Linked DNA regions of Zea mays: all the other regions are linked to region 3. A link is a contact called in public Hi-C data. All regions are on one chromosome and are shown on one strand. Each heading gives the region's core, a stretch centred on a gene start, on an enhancer-like site or on the middle of the called end of the contact. The rest is flanking DNA. Distances are from core to core; before and after follow the strand shown.

Evidence for each region. A called contact is a pair of places that touch in the nucleus more often than the background predicts.
Region 1: a contact with region 3 is called in a Hi-C map of ear, with 2.7 times the contacts expected there. The contact joins the enhancer-like site here to the promoter of LOC100217163 in region 3. A contact is called at or near these places in 4 of 25 Hi-C or Micro-C datasets (ear, leaf, tassel and 1 more).
Region 2: a Hi-C map of ear shows a contact between it and region 3, with 6 times the contacts expected there. The contact joins the promoter of LOC100279383 here to the promoter of LOC100217163 in region 3. A contact is called at or near these places in 10 of 25 Hi-C or Micro-C datasets (bundle sheath, ear, endosperm and 3 more) and 1 of 3 datasets of contacts at active chromatin or transcription factors (leaf).
Region 4: a contact with region 3 is called in a Hi-C map of leaf mesophyll, with 2.4 times the contacts expected there. The contact joins the enhancer-like site here to the promoter of LOC100217163 in region 3. A contact is called at or near these places in 5 of 25 Hi-C or Micro-C datasets (ear, endosperm, leaf and 2 more).

What each region holds. Positions count from the first base shown.
Region 1 is chr1:213,292,924-213,298,371 of Zm-B73-REFERENCE-NAM-5.0, reverse strand. LOC100382548 reads left to right here. Exons shown (of 3, transcript NM_001175282.2): 2 at 481-602; 3 at 781-1,303. The coding sequence ends at 1,107. Among protein-coding and RNA genes, the nearest start is that of LOC100382548, 16 kb to the left of the region's middle. Within about 2 kb of position 1,586, at least 19 of the 20 cell types and tissues checked have an H3K27ac peak or open chromatin away from gene starts, as enhancers often do. A contact at or near this core is called in ear, leaf and tassel, where this site is marked.
Region 2 is chr1:213,381,333-213,386,595 of Zm-B73-REFERENCE-NAM-5.0, reverse strand. LOC100279383 (exocyst subunit exo70 family protein D1) reads left to right here and starts at 3,973. Exons shown (of 1, transcript NM_001152397.1): 1 at 3,973-5,263. The coding sequence starts at 4,228.
Region 3 is chr1:213,510,241-213,515,711 of Zm-B73-REFERENCE-NAM-5.0, reverse strand. LOC100217163 reads left to right here and starts at 2,433. Exons shown (of 3, transcript NM_001143528.1): 1 at 2,433-2,776; 2 at 2,879-3,438; 3 at 3,566-3,967. The coding sequence starts at 2,596. The coding sequence ends at 3,739.
Region 4 is chr1:213,359,860-213,364,806 of Zm-B73-REFERENCE-NAM-5.0, reverse strand. No RefSeq gene overlaps it. Among protein-coding and RNA genes, the nearest start is that of LOC100279383, 20 kb to the left of the region's middle. Within about 2 kb of position 3,211, at least 18 of the 20 cell types and tissues checked have an H3K27ac peak or open chromatin away from gene starts, as enhancers often do. A contact at or near this core is called in ear, leaf, leaf mesophyll and 1 more, where this site is marked.

The sequences.
Region 1 (5,448 bases), core at 337-2,836, 220 kb after region 3:
ATTCATTTTAGAGGAATTAAAATTTACTTAATAAAGTAACAGATTTGGCTTGGGATTTGACATTCCACCACTTTCTAAAGTTCAGATATTAAGTCCATCTTAAATTCATGAGGTAAAGGATGAGAAATGATTTTATGTATTAGTAGAAATGTAGCACGTAAATATCGCTGGCATCTTACTAATAATAGTATACAAATATATTTTGCATAAAATTGTATTAGCTTAATTGATACGTGTGTAAATTACTATATTATTGGAATGGAATTCAATTCTAAGGATCCAAACGGGGCTTATTAGTGTATTTCTGAGTGGTTGGATCTTTTCTATGGAGACAAGTTATTGTTCCACTAATATCTGTGACCACTAATTTGAATTTTTGAGTGCAATGCTAGACAACGAATGAGTACTAAACTAGATCATACATGGATATGAAGTCAAGCTGATATTATCTCTCTAATATCCCCTTAATGTATGCTGCAGACAAGGTAAACCGTGCTGTTAGCACCGCAATCTATTTCCTACTTCCCGCAGGGAGTGTTTCCCGTCTCCACCGCATTCCCTGTGCTGAAACCTGGCACTTCTACAAGGGAGAGCCTCTCACGGTTAGCATCACTTCTTGCTTATTCTCCATGCCTAAAGCAATTAGACAACTACTCCCTCCGTTTTTTTTTATTTGTCGTATTTCAGTTTTGAAATGAAATAGCGGGCGACAAATATTCGAGAACGGAGATAATAGTTGGCAATGCTTGATCTAATGCTGCTAGTCTGTGTTTGTCTTAGGTCTTCGAGCTTCACGACGACGGTCACATTGACCTTACTGTCATTGGCCCACACCTTGAGGCAGGCCAGCGCCCCCAGTATACCGTGCCACCGAACGTGTGGTTTGGGTCGTTCCCCACACTAGACGTCGAGTCGTTCGCATCTGATGGCAGCGTTCTTGTCAAGTCTCGGAAGAGGGACCCTGAGCTGCATTACTCCCTTGTTGGCTGCACCTGTGCCCCTGGCTTCCAGTACGAGGATTTTGAAATGGCCAAATTTGAGGACGTGAGATCCATCGCTCCCAAGGCTGAACCTTTCCTCAAGTTTCTTATTCCCTCTACCGATTAACTCCAGAGCAGCCTCAGATGATTGTGGATGGGTTCTCAGCGACTTTCTATACTGCATACTGTACGGATGGTGTTTCTAGTGTGATTCCATGAGAGTTCTGCTTTCACGACAGTGTAGACAGTAAACTGTACCTTTGTGGTGGCACCGGTTGAAACGTTTGGTGCATTGAAACAGAATAACAGCTGGTCTTGATGTTGAATAGCAGGTGCTTTTGCAAAACCCTGAAACCGTACTAGGATGCTGGGAGCATAGGAGGATCTGATAAGGTTTCACGTGATTAAATTCAACCGTTCATGGCTCTCGATCGTGCAGAGCTTCTCCCGCTGCAAAGAGTAAGCCTGCAAGGCAGAAGCCAAGCGAGTCGTGCTTGTCCAATCCGTTTTTTTCATGTTCTGCTTCTGCTGCTTGTCATTCTCACTTGCACGGTGCGATGATACGGAGGTCAGATTGTGGCCCAAGCGCCCAGGTCTGCTGTAAAAGACGGCCCAGATGTTGGGCTACCGGCTGACAGGCAGCATTGATTGGGCGCCCTCGCTACTCGCGGACATGACTCAGATTATTCGAGCTTTCGGCCTTTTGGGCCTTGGTACCGTAGTTGATTTGCACGCATTACCCAGTTCTTCCAAGGAACGGCAACAGACCTGGGTGCTGTTTGGTTCAAGAAATGTAACGCAAAGGGTAATGGTAATGGTTTACATTCGATTACTGTCGGTAACAAGTTTGAATAGTCCGGTATCAATTTTTAGTATGATATCTGATTACGGTGGGACTAAAACAAACATGATTTAACGTTATTACTTACCCATTACGTTACAAATATCTGAACCAAACGGTCGGTTGGTTGAGTAAAAATCAGCTTACGATCGCATTATCTAAATCTGCTCACAATTAAACGTGCGGTGTAATTCTAAATCCGCATATGAAGCAGTCCGGTTTCGAGTCACCCACCAGTTTTTACCGGTGTACACTTTTAGATAATAATTCAGCTATAAATAATTACGTATCAACAATAATTGAGTTATAACTACGGATTTCAAGCCTTCTCACAAAATATTTCATAAATCATTAGCTAAGTTACTTATTCAAAAAAATTACTATTGTATCTTAATTATTTTTGCGCAAAATAAAGAACGAACAAAATTTTGGGTCAAGTGCGGGTCACTCACGGGTTGAATAGGAACCCACACCCGTGAAACTTTAGGTCGTTTGCGGGCGCACCCGCGGATCAAAACCTTCATCTATACCCGCATCGGTCGTGTCGAGTACCCGTCGAGTTTCAGGTCTACGGGTTAAATTGTCATCCCTACTTCCAACGGTGGATAATGATCAAAATCACTCCGCGTACACTATGAGTGATCCAATGCTGCACAGTTTTCCACTACTTATGAGTTATGGCACGCTCCGATCTGTTCACAGCCATCACCTGCTGCAAAGCTGCACCCCTCCATTTCTGATAGGTAATAATGTGGTAGGTTCCAATCATCATCAGTCATGCTAAGAGCAAGGTTAATAATATAGTTTATAATGGGATTTATGATATTTTCATGTCTCATATAGTCAACTAAAAGATTGGTCGTCTAATAACTCTCTTGGTTCAAGTACAAGGAGGAAATAGCTTCAAATCAGGCTATCTCTAGCGGCCTTACTCATCTTAACTCCTATTTCAAACCCCACTATATAAACAAGTGCATTCTACATTGTAAAATAGTGTTTTGCATGACCATATGCACGATCTGCTGAACACAGTCTCAAGGAGTAAAGCTAGAGTTGCAACCTGATCTACGAAGCTAGTCGCCGATAAGGCAAAGTGAAGAACAGTTTCAACACGATGAAGCTAAGAAGAGTAGCCGAAGAAAAGATGGAGTCCCAGTGCATTTGAAGTTGCCTTTGGGAAAAGAAGCAAACCAAGTTAGATAGAAGAAAATACACGTATGTCATGTCCTTATTGTTGTATAAGAATTGTCGTACAGTAGAAAGAGTGTTCTTGTAATTCCATACATTAATGTATACTGGTTTGATTCTATAAATAGGTAAAAAGTACCACCACTATAGAGATGGGTCATTCCATAACCACGTACACATAACAACTTCTCCCGATAGAGCTTTCGAATGTATAACAACACAAAGCTTTGATGTATTTCATAAATATGAATTGTTGTTCCATAATGATCAAAGGTGAGATTTTGTTGTCAATATAAATAAATGCAACTTGTTGATTGTACAAAGTATGTCTCATCTCACATCACAGTATATCTGTTTGTTGTTGATTGCATTTTCTCATGGAATTGATTGGATGCTTCCCTAACCGTCCTTCACTTCGATACCTTTGAAGGGGAGTATTGGCGGAGAGTGCCTCACAACATCCGCACTAGTTACCTAAAATCCATCCTATATTTTTGTTTAGGGAAATAATAACAAAAAACCTGCCCCAACAGTTCCTTATATCATGTTACTAAATTTATCAGGTTCCTATCTAAACCTATTTACTTCCCACATGTAGGAACCAAGACAGAACTCCCGAAATCAACTTTGCCGCCAGTTTTGCAGCCGAAACAACAAGCGCGCCATTGCTTGGCGCCATTTTCTCTCGCAGCCCCAACCTGATCCACCCGTTGCTGTTGCTCCCATCCTTCGAAACCCATTTCCTTCTTCGGAACGAGAATCCTCTGGCCACTGACGCGTGGCCCATTCTTCCTTTCATCAACCACGCGGCGCTGGAGCGAGCCTCCTCTAGTCTAGTGCCACCTAGGGTTTCTCCTCCGTCATGTCGTCGTTGTCCACGCGCCATTGCACCATCTCGATCGCGCGTCCTCCGTGCCAACCTGCAGCTTTCACTGATTCAGGCAAGTAATCCCTATCTCCTCTTCCTCTCACTCTCCCTCTCCCTCTCGACAACAAGGTTTTAGATCTTCACTTCTGCACACAACTCCTCTCCATTCCCCATCTCCATCCATCCATCCCTGTGCTGCAACTTGCATCACCTTCTAGGCCAACACCTCTGGAATGAAAAGGAGTGAAGGACATAGATTCAGTCCAAAGTTATGACACTAAGACTATATTTCTAAGCTCACTGCCTAGTGGATGCACCTGAAATTGCAATCCCGATTTCAGGGTTTGTATAAGTATGCTCATGTCACATGTTGTTGATTTTTCTGCATGTTGTTTCAGAAATGGAAGGAGATGGTGCCTATTTCACCAATTTGTTGACTGAAGGTTTGTATGAAGATATTGTGGAAGACAATACTACTGTCCTAGCTGAGTTCCAGCAGACCCCACCCTCATCGAAGCCAACTCAGAAGCAGAAAGGAAAAATTTTCAGCGAGGATGAAGATAGGCTCCTTGTTTCAGCATAGTTGAATGTCAGTACGGATCCTATTCAAGGGACAAATCAAACCAGAGCTACATTCTAGAGTAGAGTGTATAAGTTCTATGACACGAACAGAGGAGCGTTTGTGGAACATAATCAAAATTCATTGCTGCATCGTTGGGGTTGTATCCAGGATGCCGTGAGCAAATTTTGTGGGTGTCTATCCCAGATTGAAGTTAGAAACCAAAGTGGGATGACTATACATGACAGTGTAACTAATTGTTGGGGCGAAGGCGAAGACGCTACCCTTCGCTCCAGGCCTTCGTCACCTCGCCACACCAACGGAAGCATGATGACGGCGTGGTCCACCCTCCGCCCTCCTCACCGCAAGGCGAAGGCTTACGACGAAGGCCTACGACGAAGTCTTCCCACCCCACGTCCTCACCAGACCTGGAGGCCCTCTTGGGTTTCGGCCCATCGTAACAGGCCCCGCATTGAGAAGTGTGTTACAGGCCCAATTTGTAATAGCTTTTCTTTAATGACAGTCTGTAACCCTCCCTTGTGGGAATATTCTGGGGATAATCCAGGTGCCTGAGGGCACAAGCGTCCTTACATGGAGACGTTGGGCACTCAGGCACCTATAAATACCCCCGTACAGTGCCCTTGAGAGGCTAGATTAACAGAGCAATCGCCATCTCGAGTTAAACCTTGTTTGCATTCCTTTCACTCCCCCGTTGGATCATCTTGCCCAGGAGAGCAAGTTCCAACATTTGGCGCCCACCGTTCGTGCTACGAACAAACCACCCGCGATGGCACCCAAGAGAGCTAGCTCGAAGGCAGCCCCATCCGTTGACAAAGCAGCGAGGGCAGCACTGCTAGCCGAGAAAAAGGGCAAGGCCCTTGTAGACACCACCCACCAAGAAGCCTGCGAAGACGACGCCGTCAGTAAGAGACAGCGCAACGATCAACCAACTCCCGAGGGCAGCCTCCGCACCTGCAGCTCCGGAGGACAACCACAGGAACCACCCCCAGGT
Region 2 (5,263 bases), core at 2,724-5,223, 130 kb after region 3:
AATGGAGAACCTTTGCTGTCATTCTGCTGAAGCTTCCTCCAGCATTTTTAAGCCCCTCGGGCATCCGAAGGTAGCAATATGTTCCACTAGGGGTTATGAAGCTGGTTTTCGGTTCATCCTCCTTCTTCATTCAGATCTGATGATAGCCTAAATAGCAATCCAGCAAACTCATAAGCTCTGATGAAGCTGCTGCATCGACTAAATAATCTATCCTTGGCAATGGAAACTCGTCCTTCGGATAGGCCTTATTGAGGTCAGTAAAATCGATACACATTCTCCATTTACCATTGGCCTTCTTCACCATACCAGTGTTAGCCAACCATTCTGGGTATTTTACCTCTCTAATAACTCTGGCACTGAGGAGTCTTTTCACTTCATTCCGAGCACCTTCGGCCTTGTCATCAGACATCTTCCGAAGCCTCTGCTTCCTGGGTCTGAAGGATGGATCAACATTGAGCGAGTGCTCAATAACATCCCTGTTAACTCTGCAAAGATCATTAGCTGACCAAGCAAAAACATCTTTATTGTTGAACAAAAACCTTATCAAGGTTTTCTCCTGCTCTTCGGACAATTGAGATCCCAATAGCACCTTCTGCTCTGCTATATCCTCACATAAGAGCATGGGTTTCGGCTGGTCAGCCGAAGCAGCTTTTTCCCTTCTGAACTTGTATTGCTCACAAGCTTCAGTTCCATCTATATTATGGATTGCTTTTGAGTCTGTCCAATTTCCTTCGGCCCTTCTGGCAGCTTCTTGACTTCCATGAATAGCAATGGGCCCTTGGTCCGAAGGTATCTTCATGCAAAGATAAGCTGGATGCAGAATTGCTTCGAAGGCATTAAGAGTACCACGACCAATGATTGCATTGTAAGGGTACTCCATGTCAACAATATCAAACATAACTTGTTCAGTCCTTGTGTTGTTGATGAATCCGAAGGCCACTGATATTGAGATTTTGCCGAGTGCTACAATCTGCCTTCCTCCGAAACCGCAGAGGGGATGTGTGGCATCAAGAATTTTATCTTCGGGCTCTTGCATCTGTCTGAAGGCCTTAGCAAATATGATATCAGTTGCACTGCCTGTATCAACCAAAACATTGTGGACCAGAAATCCTTTGATAACACAAGAGATAACCATGGCATCGTTGTGTGGGTAATCCTTGAGTTGAAGGTCCTCTTGGGAGAAGGTAATAGGAATGTGAGACCATCTTGACTTGATGAAGGGTCCTTGCACCCCGACATGCTGTACCCTTCTCTGTGCTTCCTTCTTCTGCTTCTTGTTGGCTGGCTCTGAACATGAACCGCCTGTTATCGGGAGTACCAGCTTCGGAGCCGAAGCAGCTCCAGCTTGAATGTTGAACGAAGCCATCAGCTCAGAAAAGTGGAAGTGAGTTCACCGGAGGTGGGCGCCAATGTTGGGGACTTGTTCTCAAGTGCTATGAATTAAGAACAAGGCAACATAAAATGTTAAATGTTAATGTCCTTCGTCCGCTGAAGCATTATTTCCTCGAGGATTTAATGAACTTCGGACGAAGGTTATAACGGGACAATTACGAAGGTTGAATCTTCGTAATTAAACTCTCAAAGATTATATAAAATAATGCGAGATATAAAGCATTAAAGACAAGTAAATTATAAGTAAACAACATCATTTTCATATATTAAATAAACTTGATGTATTCAAATATTAGATACATTTATACCTCTGCCTTGGCAAAGAATAATTTCCGAGTGATGCGATTGCAATTACAGGAATGCGTGAACAGTAAAGGAATACTGTTCACTATTTATAGGCACAGGACACAGCCTGTGAGGAATTATAATCATGCCCCTCATAAAAGTTTACAACATTGACTCAGACCTTTATGGACTAAAAGATCATTCTATCTTTAAGTCGGTTCGACCCTTCATCTTCGGATATGTTGTAATGCAGAAGCTTCATGAATGGTACCTTCGACGTCACGTACGAGCAGCTTCAGCCGAAGCTGTCTCTTTCTGCAGGACCTTCGGCGATGAAGCATGGTCCCAACAGTGACCGACCGAGAAGTTTTCTCGGGTGCGCATGAGTGATGACAAAGTGCGTATAAAAGACTAGTGTTGGTATGTGGGGACAATATATGATCCTAGAGAGCTACCAGGAGTAAGTACCACCGGTCCGAGAGTGTACGGGGTGTTACAAGTGGTATCAGAGCCGACCCTCGCGGTTTCATGGGCGTGTGTGGGTTAGGGGTTCGGGTATATGGCGCATGTGGGCCTGGAGTGGTCACATGGCATGGCATATGACGACACTAAACACACAGACGTGGCCAAGAGGGGAGGTTCCTGGCTTGGGGTTGACCGACGAGGACATCTGTCTTCTAAGGGGTGGATTGTGATATCCTAGCCCTAGGGGATGGTGATATCGTGGCCCAAGGTTTAATAGAATTAATAGAGTACTCATATCAACAAGGTGCATCTTCTTTTTCGGAAGCCTATCTCGAAAGAACCTCCAAGTTAAGTGTGCTTGCCTTGGAGCAATTTGGGATGGGTAACCGACTGGGAAGCTTTCTCGGGTGCGCATGAGTGAGGACAAAGTGCGCACAAAAGACTCGTGTTGGTCTGTGGGGACAATATATAATCCTAGAGACCTGCGAGGAGTAAGTATCACCGGTCTGGGAGTGGATGGGGTGTTACATGTTGGGGCTATGTGTGGCACGATGGGGGGGGGCGAACCAACACTGGGTGCAAGAAGCGAGGGAGCAAGACGAGGAACCACTGAGTCAGCCTCAAGGACGGTGTCATACTTAAAGGAGGAGGCAGTGGAAGAGGAAGCGTAGAAGGGGAAGTCAAACTCGTCGAAGACGACGTGGCAGGAGACAATGACTCTATGGGTGGAGACGTCGAGGCACCATACCCCTTGTGATCAGGAGAGTGCCCAAGGAAGTCGCAACAAGTGGAGCGAGGCAATGGTGGAGAGATTAGGAGAGTGCTCAAAGAAGTCATGACCTTCCCTCTCTATATATTAAGGGATACGGCCGATTGAATAATCCAACAATCGAACCAAATATTAATCTATCTTATTTACCATATGCATTAGCTTTGGGAGTAGTTTTAGCCCTAGTTGTAGTTTCCCTATCTCCAATATTTGCCTCTATTTGTCTCTACGTCGTCTAGGGAGCTTTGGGTGGTTTGCTGACACCAAAATAACTCTAAGATCTCTCCTCCCTTACGGGGTCCCTCTTGAGAGGCGAGATCTTGGTTTTCTCGGAGCCTTTTGGGGATTTGGGCCATCGCGGACGTTTCACCATCTACACGCGGACGGTCTGCACGCTTGTAGAGGAGGAGCGGAGCTCTCTGCGTAAGTCGTGGACGATCTAACTACCTATTGCAGATGGCCCGCGCTCCCGTAGAGAGAACTCCATGGTCCTGTATGCCTCGCGCACGCTCTAGAGTTCGTTTAGTGATGGATCCAAAAAGGCGTCAACAATAATAATCTATATTGTAGTACTTCTACTTCTATCCTAAAAGATATATAATTTTACATATGATTGAAGTTAAACAATCTTAAATTTAAGTAAATTTATAAAAAAAAGTTATATATATATATAACTCAAATAGGTATACTATAAAATCATATTTAGTTAGTATATTACTCATTAATGTATTTTGATATAAATAATTATAAATTGTTTGACTTAGTTTTTTTTTTGGTTGGAATTGCGTCTCTTTTTTTTTTAAATGGAGTGAGTACCACGGAGGGGAACTTTGACGCTGGTTGTTAATGTCCTCTCTTCGGAAACAATTTGCATAATTAATAAGCAATTAGCTATTTTCTTTGCTACTACATAATATAAAGAAGTAAGATTTTTTGGATAAAAGAAAAGGAAAAATTGGAAATGTCGTGGGTTCGTAGCTCTCGCTTCCTGGTCGTCGCGAGTCCAAACAAAAAGAAGTTCACAATCACCGCGAGCACGCAGAAATGAACGGAGGCTTGCGCTTGCCTGTATCGCGCGACCGGAGCTGAGCAGCAGCACAGAGTGGAGCCAGCTCGCTTCGCCTCCTCGGTCGCCTCCACTTCTATATCACTTCCCCGTCTGGCCCCTTCCCCGTGCGCCACCGCGCACAATCACACGCGCGCGCCCACACGTGCGGCTTCCCGGATTCGCGCCGCCGCGCCAGAGCCAGCCAGGCCAGCTTCGGATCGAGGAAGAGGAGGTGGCGAAGGTGAGGAGTCAACCCAGCTTCCGAGCCATGGACGGATCGGCCGCGGAGCTGGAGGCGGCGGAGCGGGTGGTGATGCGGTGGGACTCATCCTCGGCGGGCGCCGGCGCGGACGAGCCGATGCTGTTCGACGGCGGCGGGGACCGGGCCGAGGCGGACAGGTTCCTCCGCGCCGTCGACGATCTGCGTCGGCTCGCGCCGCCGTCGCCCGCGGCAGTCGGCAGCCCGCGCCGCCTCTCGTCGTCCTCGGTGGCGGCGAGCGGCGCCGTGCAGGTCGCTATGGCGCGGCTCGAGGACGAGTTCCGCCACGTGCTGTCGACGCGCGCCCTCGACCTCGAGATCGAGGCGCTCGCCGACCTCAGCTCGCTCTCCATCAACAGTGACCGCACCAACTCGGCCTCCTCCGCCGACCTCCCCGCCGCTGACGAGGACGACTCCGTGTCCTCCTCCATCGGCCGCCGCAGCACCGCCTACCGCTCGCTCCGGAGCATCCGCGAGATCGACCTGCTACCCGACGACGCCGTCGCGGACCTCCGCGCCATCGCGTCCCGCATGGCCGCCGCCGGGTACGGCCGCGAGTGCGCGCAGGTGTACGCCTCCGTCCGCAAGCCCGCCGTCGACGCCTCCCTGCGCCGGCTCGGTGTCGAGCGCCTCAGCATCGGCGACGTCCAGCGCCTCGAGTGGGACGCGCTCGAGGCCAAGATCCGCCGATGGATCCGCGCCGCCCGCGCCGCCGTCCGCGGCGTCTTTGCCAGCGAGCGCCGCCTCTGCTTCCACATCTTCCACGACCTTCCTATCTCCACCACCACCATCTCCGCCGCCTCAGCGTCCGCCACGCACGACATCCCTTTCGCCGAAGCCGTCAAGGGCGCCGCGCTGCAGCTCTTCGGCTTCACCGAGGCCATCAGCATCGGTCGCCGCTCCCCTGAGAAGCTCTTCAAGATCATAGACCTCCACGACGCGCTCTCGGACCTCCTCCCCGACGTCTCCGACATCTTCGCCGCCTCCAAGGTCGCGGAGTCCATATACGTGCAGGCCGTTGAGATCCGGTCTCGCCTCGCCGATG
Region 3 (5,471 bases), core at 1,184-3,683:
GTATGGCAATGTTTGGTTGACTCCTGACCAGAGCTGCGTGGGTCTGGCCGTCTGGTCATCTGCCTTCGGTTGTCAGGGTCTTAACCAAACATGTCCATAGTACTATAGTCATCCTAATATTCCGTCGGAGTTCGAATTTATAATTTGTTTAACTCTTTTATTCCAATTTTAATCGATTCGTCTTATTTTAAAATATATACAATTACTGTTAATTTTTACAGTAATATCGTAAGTGTGGTTTTGATATTTTTTTATTTTTTCACAATTTTTTTTGAATAAGGCGTGTCCCTCAAAGTTGGGTAAAACATTGAAACGAACTATAAATTAGAACGAAAGGGTAATAAGGGGATGTTTAGATTAAAAGATGAAATTTTAGTCTCTATCACATCAAATATTTAATGCTAGTTAAAAGCATTAAATATAGTTTAATTATAAAACTAATTACACATACGAGGACTACACGGCAAGACAAACTTAATCATGCGATGTTATAGTAAACATTTGCTAATAGTAGATTAATTAAGCTTAAAGCTTTTTCTCACGAGCTTATTCAGCTTATTCGTTTGGCTTTAATCCGTACCAATTTCTACCGTTTTTACAATGTCTTGATTAACTTTAGTCACATGAAACAGAGACATCCTTAAATAATGTACTGCTCTCGCGTACTCTAGCATCTGATTTCTGATCGGTCTCCCTTGTAAAGTCATCTTTCGAAATTTATTGTTTAAAATGACATATATTAATATTTATCATAAGTAATTGTCTGATTTTCTAATAGTTTGCATATCTAAAACACTTGAAATTTCTATGAATTATGAACAACACTAATACATAATATGTCCATACTAACAATAGAAAACAGATATAAAATAATGGTTGTTTTTTAGAGCATCTCTAAGAGACTAGCTAAATGACTCGCCAAACTAAAATTTGGCTATTCAACAGTAAAATAACTTTCCAACAAATTAGCTATTTGACTCGCCAAGCTATCTGACTCTCTAAACTAGCTCTCTCACTAGCTAAATTTGGCTAGTCATATGACTAGCAAAACTAAATAGATAGTCTGTTGGAGTGAAATGCTACATATAGAGTGTAACCATTATGAAAAATTAATTAGAGAGTTAAATAGAGAGCCAAAAATAAAGTGTCTCTTGGAGATGCTCTTAACCACTGTCAAAGGTCAATCAAAATAAAGAATTTTCACGTGTCAGTTCTAAAACCGCCATTGATATTGGCATTACCTTATAACGCCCGTCAATGCAAATGATTGTGCGAACTGAACAGCACTAGGGAGGAACATGGGAAAAATCAACAGAAGAGAGATCATGAGCACAAACAAGTCACCGAACACAAGAACCTCCGGGGCGAATCGAGGCCCAAGTGTGCCTTGGGTGCAATAGGGCCGCACTGCTTGCTGCGCCGAGGCCCGCGCTTTCCCATTGCTACGTCGGGCCTGTGTCGCTTGTCACACCACTCGTGCCCCGCCAAGGCCCACGTTTGGCATGGCCTCGTCGAGAATAGCTCCTACATTTTCTCAGACTATTTACTAAAAAACCCCTATACTTTTATAGAATAGGACACACCGTTCTCAGGTGAAATTGCAACCATCCGTAGACGATAATTCTAATGGACAAATTTAATATTAACTTAGCACTATAATCAATTTTACACTAAGGCTTTGTTCGGTTATTGATATTACATGTGTATTGGAGTGTATTGAGTGAGATTAGGATGAATTTTGACTTATTATGGATTTAAACCGGCTCAATCTAACCCAGTACATGTGGATTATCACCAAAACGAACAAGCCCTAAATATGTATTTATCCACTACGATGCGTGTGGGCCATGGGTGTACACAATTTAATTCAGAGGTATTTAATTGAAAACCCAATATTTTTGTTTAAAAAATTAATATATATAGTGTATAATACATATGTACATATAAATACATAAATAAATTAGCATTAAGGCTAAAATACAAAACAAGCCTGGTTGTCTGGTGGGCTAGTGATTCAACTGCATTCGGTGACTAAACAACTCATGCCTACGCATAATCTTTCTAGACGTGTCGTACGCTTGCACCCATCATCCGCTCACCCTCTTGCCCAATCGTACTAAACGTACAGCGTAGACAAGAGCTGACCGTCGCCTGTCATGGTGTCGCATGACGCTCGTCCGATGGTTCCATTGGCCTGCAGCGCCGCCCGTCACCCACTCGCCTAGTGGCTTAGCACTCGGTTCGGCCCAGAGCTTCACTCTGGTGTCTGATCTCTGATGGATTCCTTTCTCCGCCGGCGGCCAAGGAGCCGCTGTTCCCGTCGCCACCCATCCCGATTTGGCAAGTTGTCGGAAGCCAAGCGTTTGGTCGGCATAGAACGAAAACCGAGGGAACACAACCCGACACGCGGGTTTCTCTCGTTGGCCCCCTCACGTCCGTGCCCACCACCATCGCTCGTCGGCGTCGTCCCCCTCTTTCTCTCTCCTGTGCCCCGGCCAAGAAGGCAAGGCTGCCTGCCTACTGGTTGGACCTGGACGAAGGAGGACGAGAGGCTCGCTCGTCGCTGGCGCCTGGCGGTTGGTACGTGCGCGCGCGATGGACAGGGGAACGGTGGAGGACCTCATACGGCGGTTGCTGGACGGGAAGAAGCACAAGGCGACGGGGAAGAAGGTGCAGCTGACCGAGACCGAGATCCGGCACCTCTGCGTCACCGCCAAGGAGATCTTCCTCTCCCAGCCCAACCTCCTCGAGCTGGTGGCCCCCATCAACGTCTGCGGTGAGCATGCGTTGACCGCTCGCCGGCTGGTCAGTCGTCGATGGATGCCAATGCCATTGCTGACATGATAAGATGTGCGTGCGTTGATCTGCGCGCATGCAGGTGACATCCACGGGCAGTTCTCGGACCTGCTGCGGCTCTTCGAGTACGGCGGCCTGCCGCCGACGGCCAACTATCTCTTCCTCGGCGACTACGTGGACCGCGGCAAGCAGAGCATCGAGACCATCTGCCTGCTGCTGGCGTACAAGATCCGGTACCCGGACAACTTCTTCCTGCTCCGGGGCAACCACGAGTGCGCCTCCATCAACCGCATCTACGGCTTCTACGACGAGTGCAAGCGCCGCTTCAGCGTCCGCCTCTGGAAGATCTTCACCGACTGCTTCAACTGCCTGCCCGTCGCCGCCGTCATCGATGACAAGATACTATGCATGCACGGCGGGCTCTCCCCGGACCTGGACAACCTCAACCGGATCAGGGAGATCCAGCGCCCCGTCGACGTCCCCGACCAGGGCCTCCTCTGCGACCTCCTGTGGTCCGACCCGGACCGCGACAGCTCCGGATGGGGCGACAACGACCGCGGCGTCTCCTTCACCTTCGGCGCCGACAAGGTCACCGAGTTCTTAAACAAGCACGACCTCGACCTTGTCTGCCGCGCCCACCAGGCAAGCCTCCCTGTTCCTGTGTCCTGCACTCCTGCTTGCCCATGTGCTTCCACAACCAGCCTGACAGATCGACTCACAGTTCATTTCTTGCCATGGCAAATTGGCAATGCCATTGTGCCAACAACAGGTCGTGGAGGACGGCTACGAGTTCTTCGCCGACCGGCAGCTGGTGACCATATTCTCGGCGCCCAACTACTGCGGCGAGTTCAACAACGCCGGCGCGCTGATGAACGTCGACGCCAGCCTGCTCTGCTCGTTCCAGATCCTCAAGCCGTACAGGGGCAAAGCACAAACGGAGTGACGACGACAGGCTGCGACCGAGACACAGGAAGGAGACGTCGATTAGAGGCTTCGTTTAGGTTGCAAGGAGAGTATGCCTGCGCGTCTTGCATTCCTCTCGCAATTTTTTTTTTGCTCCCCCTCCGAGAGCTGTCGATCAAGTCCGCAGTTCTTCTGAATCTTTTGCATGTATGTAACTGATTCAATACGTGAGTGTCTGTATATATAAAAGACTATAGTTTCTAAACTGATCTATGATCTTGCTTGCAACAAGGAGCAAAAAGTCACATCGAAGTTCTAATTCAGAAGCAGTTATATTATATGGAGACAACCAACGTAACAATCTTTTAGAAGAGGAGTATTGTACAAAAATCTTTTAGCAAATCAGTGGAATACTACAAATGGCATCAACAGAAACAGAAAGTTTAACGTTCATCTCGCTCTTGTCCCATCTTTTTACAGATAATGGAGAGAAGTATCAGACCAGGTGCAAACTAGTTCCCAAGGCGAGAGCTAAAATTCCAACCATTGGTAACAAAAATAAACATGGCTTTTGCCATATGGAGCCTAAAACCAGAGCTAGTGTATGGCCCCAAAGGGTATCTGAAAAAAAAGTTTAGTCAAATCATCTCTTGTGAGCAGTGGCAGAGCCAGCCTAGCACCGAAGCCTGCGTACCATTATAAATTTCTAAATTTCATCTAAAGTCCCTATTCAATATAGGCTAGTAAATTTGAAGAGAATAGATACATAGTACTAACATTCAAGCAAACTATTATTTAGTGCTAAAAAAAGTAAAAAGTAGCATGATGAATACCTCAAGAAGGTAGAGAACGAGGTAAATTCATCTTTCTAGTCTTCATGCCTTGAAACCTTCGTAATATGACAGAGTCATCAAGTTCTTTGAATATTTTTTCGCTCGATGTACCACGCCATCAAATGATTGAACCACTCATCAGTCATCTTGTTTCACAAATTAGTCTTGATAATTTTCATCACAAAAAATGCCCTTTCAACAGATGTTGTGGACACCGATAATATTAATGCCAATTCAATAAGTTTGTAAACCAATAAAAGACCATATGTTTATCTGTCTCAACCATTTTAGAAGCCAAACTAGTAATATCTGTGCAAATAGAGAATGTTGCATGCATTCTCACTTGAAGAATATAAGTCTGAAGTTGTTGTCTGGTTTGTGCGAAGTCACTAGTAGAGAAATCAACATCATAAATCTAAGCAACTCGAACACGGCTATCTATATCAAACCTAGATAAGTTATTCTATGGATCAAGAAAGGAGAAACATGTCAACATCTCAATATTTGATTCCCCAAATCAATTATCCATCTCAACTCACATTTTATCAAGAACCACAAAGAAAATACCAACATGATAATGATGAAGGAAAGTAGTAGGTTCATTTTGGCGCTTTGCGCGACCTCTAAGTGGCATGCCATCTATCATATTTGGCACTGAAATATTCTTTTGCTCACAATATATCTTACCCCTCATCAAACACTTCATCCCAATCACTCTCCCTCAATGTGGCTAGTTGGGGTTTCACATCTTGTACTAGCTCCATAGCATTAACTATATTATATCTTTTCTTTCTAAGATATGAGAAAACTCACTTGTAATAGCAAACAACTTTAACATAAGCTTCATAATGAAAACAAACTCAAAGACTCCATTTTCTCAAGCAACCTCGTACCTGGAGAGGACCACAAATATCCTTGTCGACCATTTCAAGCACCTCG
Region 4 (4,947 bases), core at 1,962-4,461, 150 kb after region 3:
ATTTAAAGTTAAACATCTTAGTTCCTTCTTAGATGGTTTTCTACTAATTTTAGAAGGCAAAATACTTTTAAATTTTTTTTCTATAAATCAGAGTCTACACTCCTAAAAACATTAAGAACAAAAGCAGACCAAGATGTATAATTTGAACCATTTGCAAGTAAAAGTTCTAGAGTTACCTCTTTGGTCGACATCGTCATCTCTAGACGACTAAACCCACGAATGGAGAGCAAAGCTCTGATACCAATTCAAAGTATCCTTTGCTGGTACTAGGACCTAGATGTCACCTGAGGGGGTGAATAGGCGAATATAAAAATTCAAACTCTAAAGAACTTTCTTACTCTACTCAAAGCATTGATTGCATCGGAATAAAACCGAGTCGAGTATATCACAACGGAATAGAGTCCTTGTCTCAAAAGATCCTACACTTCACAGGCAACTTATACCAAATATTAGTAGAGAAGTGCAAATAAGAAAGTAAAGCAAGAGATAAGAGACATGTCACGCCCAGATTTAAGGAACAAAGCCGGGTGTATCTCATACATGCGCCAAAGAAGACACCATAGATAATAACAGAGTATATAGAGATAAATGTCACAATATCATTAGAGTACTTATTACATAGCGGAAGTCTTACAAAATAAAAGATAAATATAAAACGAACTAAAATCCATCCTTAGCGCCAATAAGTCAACTGGGATACGCCACCTAGATTAGATCAAACTCCTCATTGTGTGACTCCTCTTGAACCACTTGTTCTTCTCTTGTGGGGGGTGTGAGACAGCAAGGGTGAGCTCACACATGATCATAGCTCAACAAGTTATGGGAAAATTAGTGTGCATGAACTCACCAAAGGTGGGAGTGCATGTGATGTGTAAGGCTGATCAACAATAGGGGTTAAAGCTGAGCATTACTTTTAATAAGCTGGTCAACTTTTATTAGCAGTTACTAAATGTAAGTGAATACCAAACCATAATAAGAATAATAGAACAAAATTAATAAATAATCCCATGCAATGCAAATAACAAATTGAATTTCAGTTCCATATTTAATCATGTGAGAGTCCTGAGCTGCTCATGACCGTGAGCTCGGCTAGTATACCAGTTTTACGCTCTGCAGAGGTTGTACCCTATACCCACAAGTCGTGTATCTCATGTCGCCAGGGTTTGCAAGGCCCTTAGACACTACCGAGGTGAATGGCTAGTGATCCACTACGAGGCCTTTACAAGGTTCCACTAGCTTCCGAAAACCTGCTACAGTTTATGGGAAGAGCACTTGCAAGAATCCCCCATCTAACCGTCATCGCAACAAAATCAACCCGAGAACCTCCCTGCATACAAATCCCCTACTGCCCTTGCCACCTTTCGGGTAAGGTAGTCTTCCACTAGCTTTCCTAATTAGTCAGCCAAGGGCGTCCCATTTCACCCTTGTGGTGGCACGTGTTTCTCAAGTTAAGCTCCATGTTCCAATTAAAGATAATGATGATCTTGACATGAACATAAATAAAATATCAAAATAATTGGAACATGGATATAATGAAATATTAACCCAAAACCATGTAAAGCAATAGCATAACTACCCAGATGATTCAGGGGTAAACAAGGTAAAAAGGATAAACAGACGAGGGTAATCTATTGGGTCCCATCAAAATTAAACTTATGCATGAATAAATGACATTAAAGAACAATATTGGGTATAAAAGTGGTCAAGGGCACAACTTGACTTCAATGAGCTCCTACTCAGCAACTTCTACCTGCTGGGCACCAGGATCCTTAGCCAGAGGCTCTTCTACTCGCCACAATACAAACAAGCACAGTATACAAGAGAAATTAACATCACACCAAATATGTAAACAAAATACATAATAATAATCTAGACATTAAAATGAGATCATAGGAACATGAATCAATAATTTTGGAGTTATAGATTTTAAGTTATAAATTTCCAAAGGTTTTATGTATTTGATACATGATTAACTAAGAAATAATGTTTATTACTGTTTTCATGTGAAAATAGAGACACTAGGTGATAAACAATAATATTACAAAATTTTAGAAACTGGAATAGATTAATTTGGGGTTCATATGAATTTTCTATGATTTATACAAATTCTAGTCATTATTTTTATATTAAAAAATCCATTACCAAATTTATTTCCCTGATTTTCTAACTTCCTGGACGACGCGTCAATTACTAGGATGCACAGGGGCTACGGCGCAAGTATCCCGAGACTTAGTGAATAGTCGCATAGGACGCTGGGTTCTATTTTGTAATTCAGTAGGGGCTCATACGCATAACGCCTTCATTGAATGGACACAGGTTTGATAAGCCGTCAGATCTGGAGCGAACGACTCTGATTAGATCTACTGTCAAATGAATCGGTACGCCCTATTAACCGCACAATCCTGGATCTGCGGTCCGGATTTAAAACAGTGGAACACGCCCCAGACCAGTACGATCCCGATCGGACGGCCATCGCGTCGTTGGCCGAACCGTTAACCTGCTTCTAATCGTGGCCATCGATTCTAGATCACACGGCTCCGCCTTCATCTTCTCTGCGCACCCAAGTAGGACGGTGGCGCTGCCTGAACCACGGCGAATCCCCACCGACGCCAACGCCAACTACGGCTGTAGTGCACGAACTCCCTGACCCCGAGGTTCTACACGATGCGGGAATGAATGCGATTCTTGGGAAAAGGTTCTCATCACGAAGTAGGTGTTGCTGTGCACGTTCTCAGAGTAAGGCGGACGGATGGCTTGGTCTTTGCTCCGACGAGGAATTCCTGTCGCCCTGACGTCCGATCCTCCTCGACACGCCCGTGAGCAACACCACCAAGCTCCCGCAATGCCCACCGACCCGGATCCGAATCACCAGCGACTCAGACACCCGGTTGGCCACATGGCGCCCCAATTCACTCTCTCTCTCCCTACGGTGTCGAGCGAACGGCGCGCACGGACCGGTGAAGAGGGCGACGAAGTGCTAAGGGGTTAGAGAATAAGGTTGCGGACGCCTTAAATCTACCCGAGACTAGCGACGGGGGGGGGAGCGGTGCCCGATTCACGCGGAGTTCATTGCGCGCGGCGGTTGACGGCGAGGTGGAGCTGTACGCGCGGGCCCCACTAGCAGGTACCGCGCGAGTGTATGGGGTGGTTGACCGGATGACAGCAGGGGTCCACCCGCCAGCGAGTCCGTTGCGAGGGGAAGAAGAACAGAGACGTCGTGGCTGACGTGTGGGGCCCGTAAGTCCGCGCGCGGACACTGCGAAGGAGGCGGGTGTGCGAGTGGCCGACGCTGAGGGCCCACCTGACGGCGCTGCAGTGAGGGAGTTGATTGTGTGGCGTGTTAGGGTAAATGGACCGGTCGAGTTGAATTCGGCCCACACGGCCATCTTCCCATCTATTTTATTTTTCTTTTTCTTTTCTGGTTCCTTTTTCTCACATTTTTGGAATTCAAATTCAAACCCAAATTTGGTTGGGAATTCATTCCTAAATTTATGTAATTATACAAGACTTCAGTGTGAATAGGGACACTTATTATTATTATTATTATTATTATTATTATTATTATTATTATTATTATTATTATTATTATTATTATTATTATTATTATTATTTTCCTCCTCTTCATTCTTTATAATTAAGATCTTCTCTTCTCAAATTCTTGGTTTCCAAAATTAGGTTTAATGCCTCTTCTACTATTTGTATATTTCTTTTATCATTATCTTCATGAGTGAATGCACAAACAAATAAACAACGGCATGATGCACAATTTACTTTAAGTGTCACTAATTAATTGCTCAATTTAAGTGTGAGGGTTCTCATGTGCTAATAGGACTCACACAAAATAAAGAATTTAACTCTATTTTAATTATTTACACTTTTGGGTATTACAAGACACAACGATTTTTCCCGTGGTTTGGCCAAGCTTGGATGCTTGCCTACATCCACGTTGGAGTTAGCCAACCTGACTTGGAGTCTAGTTCAACTCCTTCCTCCGGTTGCTCAGGTTTATCACTAGTGTGATAAAAATGAGTCTTCCACTATATCAGAGTTTGTTGCAGTACAGTGGAACTGTGACTATCACAACTTGATGGTTCTCCGGTTAATGCAAAACTAACACTTGCTCAAGACCACAACTCACTCTTGCATCAACACTATGCCTCTCTGTTTGGCTAGAACACACTAACACTAAATCTATAGAGAATACACAAGAGAGGGACACAATATGACTATAAGCACTATTGCTACTTCCTTGTTGCTTAGGTACACTGGTTGAGGTCGAGGGAGGGCCCATTTCTAGCCACAAAGCCTCCCATAGTCGTTGGAAAACAAACTGGGAAAGTTCTGTCTGTGGGCACACTGGACCGGTTCAGTGTGCCACCAGACCCTCTGTTGTAGTCTCTGCCTTCGAGATCTGATTGTTCCTTTCCTTCTCTAGGTGGCACCAGACCGGGCGCCACATCAGCTAGCCGTTAGCCAACCATTGCCTACCATATAGTCGTTGAACCATGAGGTCATGTGCACCACTGGACAAAAAATTGTGGATGGTCCTATGAATTTTAACCAAATTCTCAAGACCGTACAATTCACTGTTGGGGTCCGGTGCGCACCGGATCAAGTTCAGCAGGGGGTTTGGTGCACTGAGACTACAACTCGTAAGTCTTTTTTCTTTTGTTCTTCTTCCAATCAACTTGGACTTTGTTGAGCACCTTCTTATAACTTAGAAAAACATAATTAGAGTGTAATCCAATTGACTAAGTCATAGTGTCGGGTACCGTAATTAGGGGTACCCCCAACAGTCCTAAACACGGCTGGTAACCACCATCAGCACAAGCTGCAGAGACTGATGGGCACGATTCAGGTCAAGGCTTCGTCTAGCCAAGGGACGCGATCTCGCCTCGCCCGAGCCCGGCCTCGAGCGGGAACAGTAGTCCCGGACGAATTCACGTC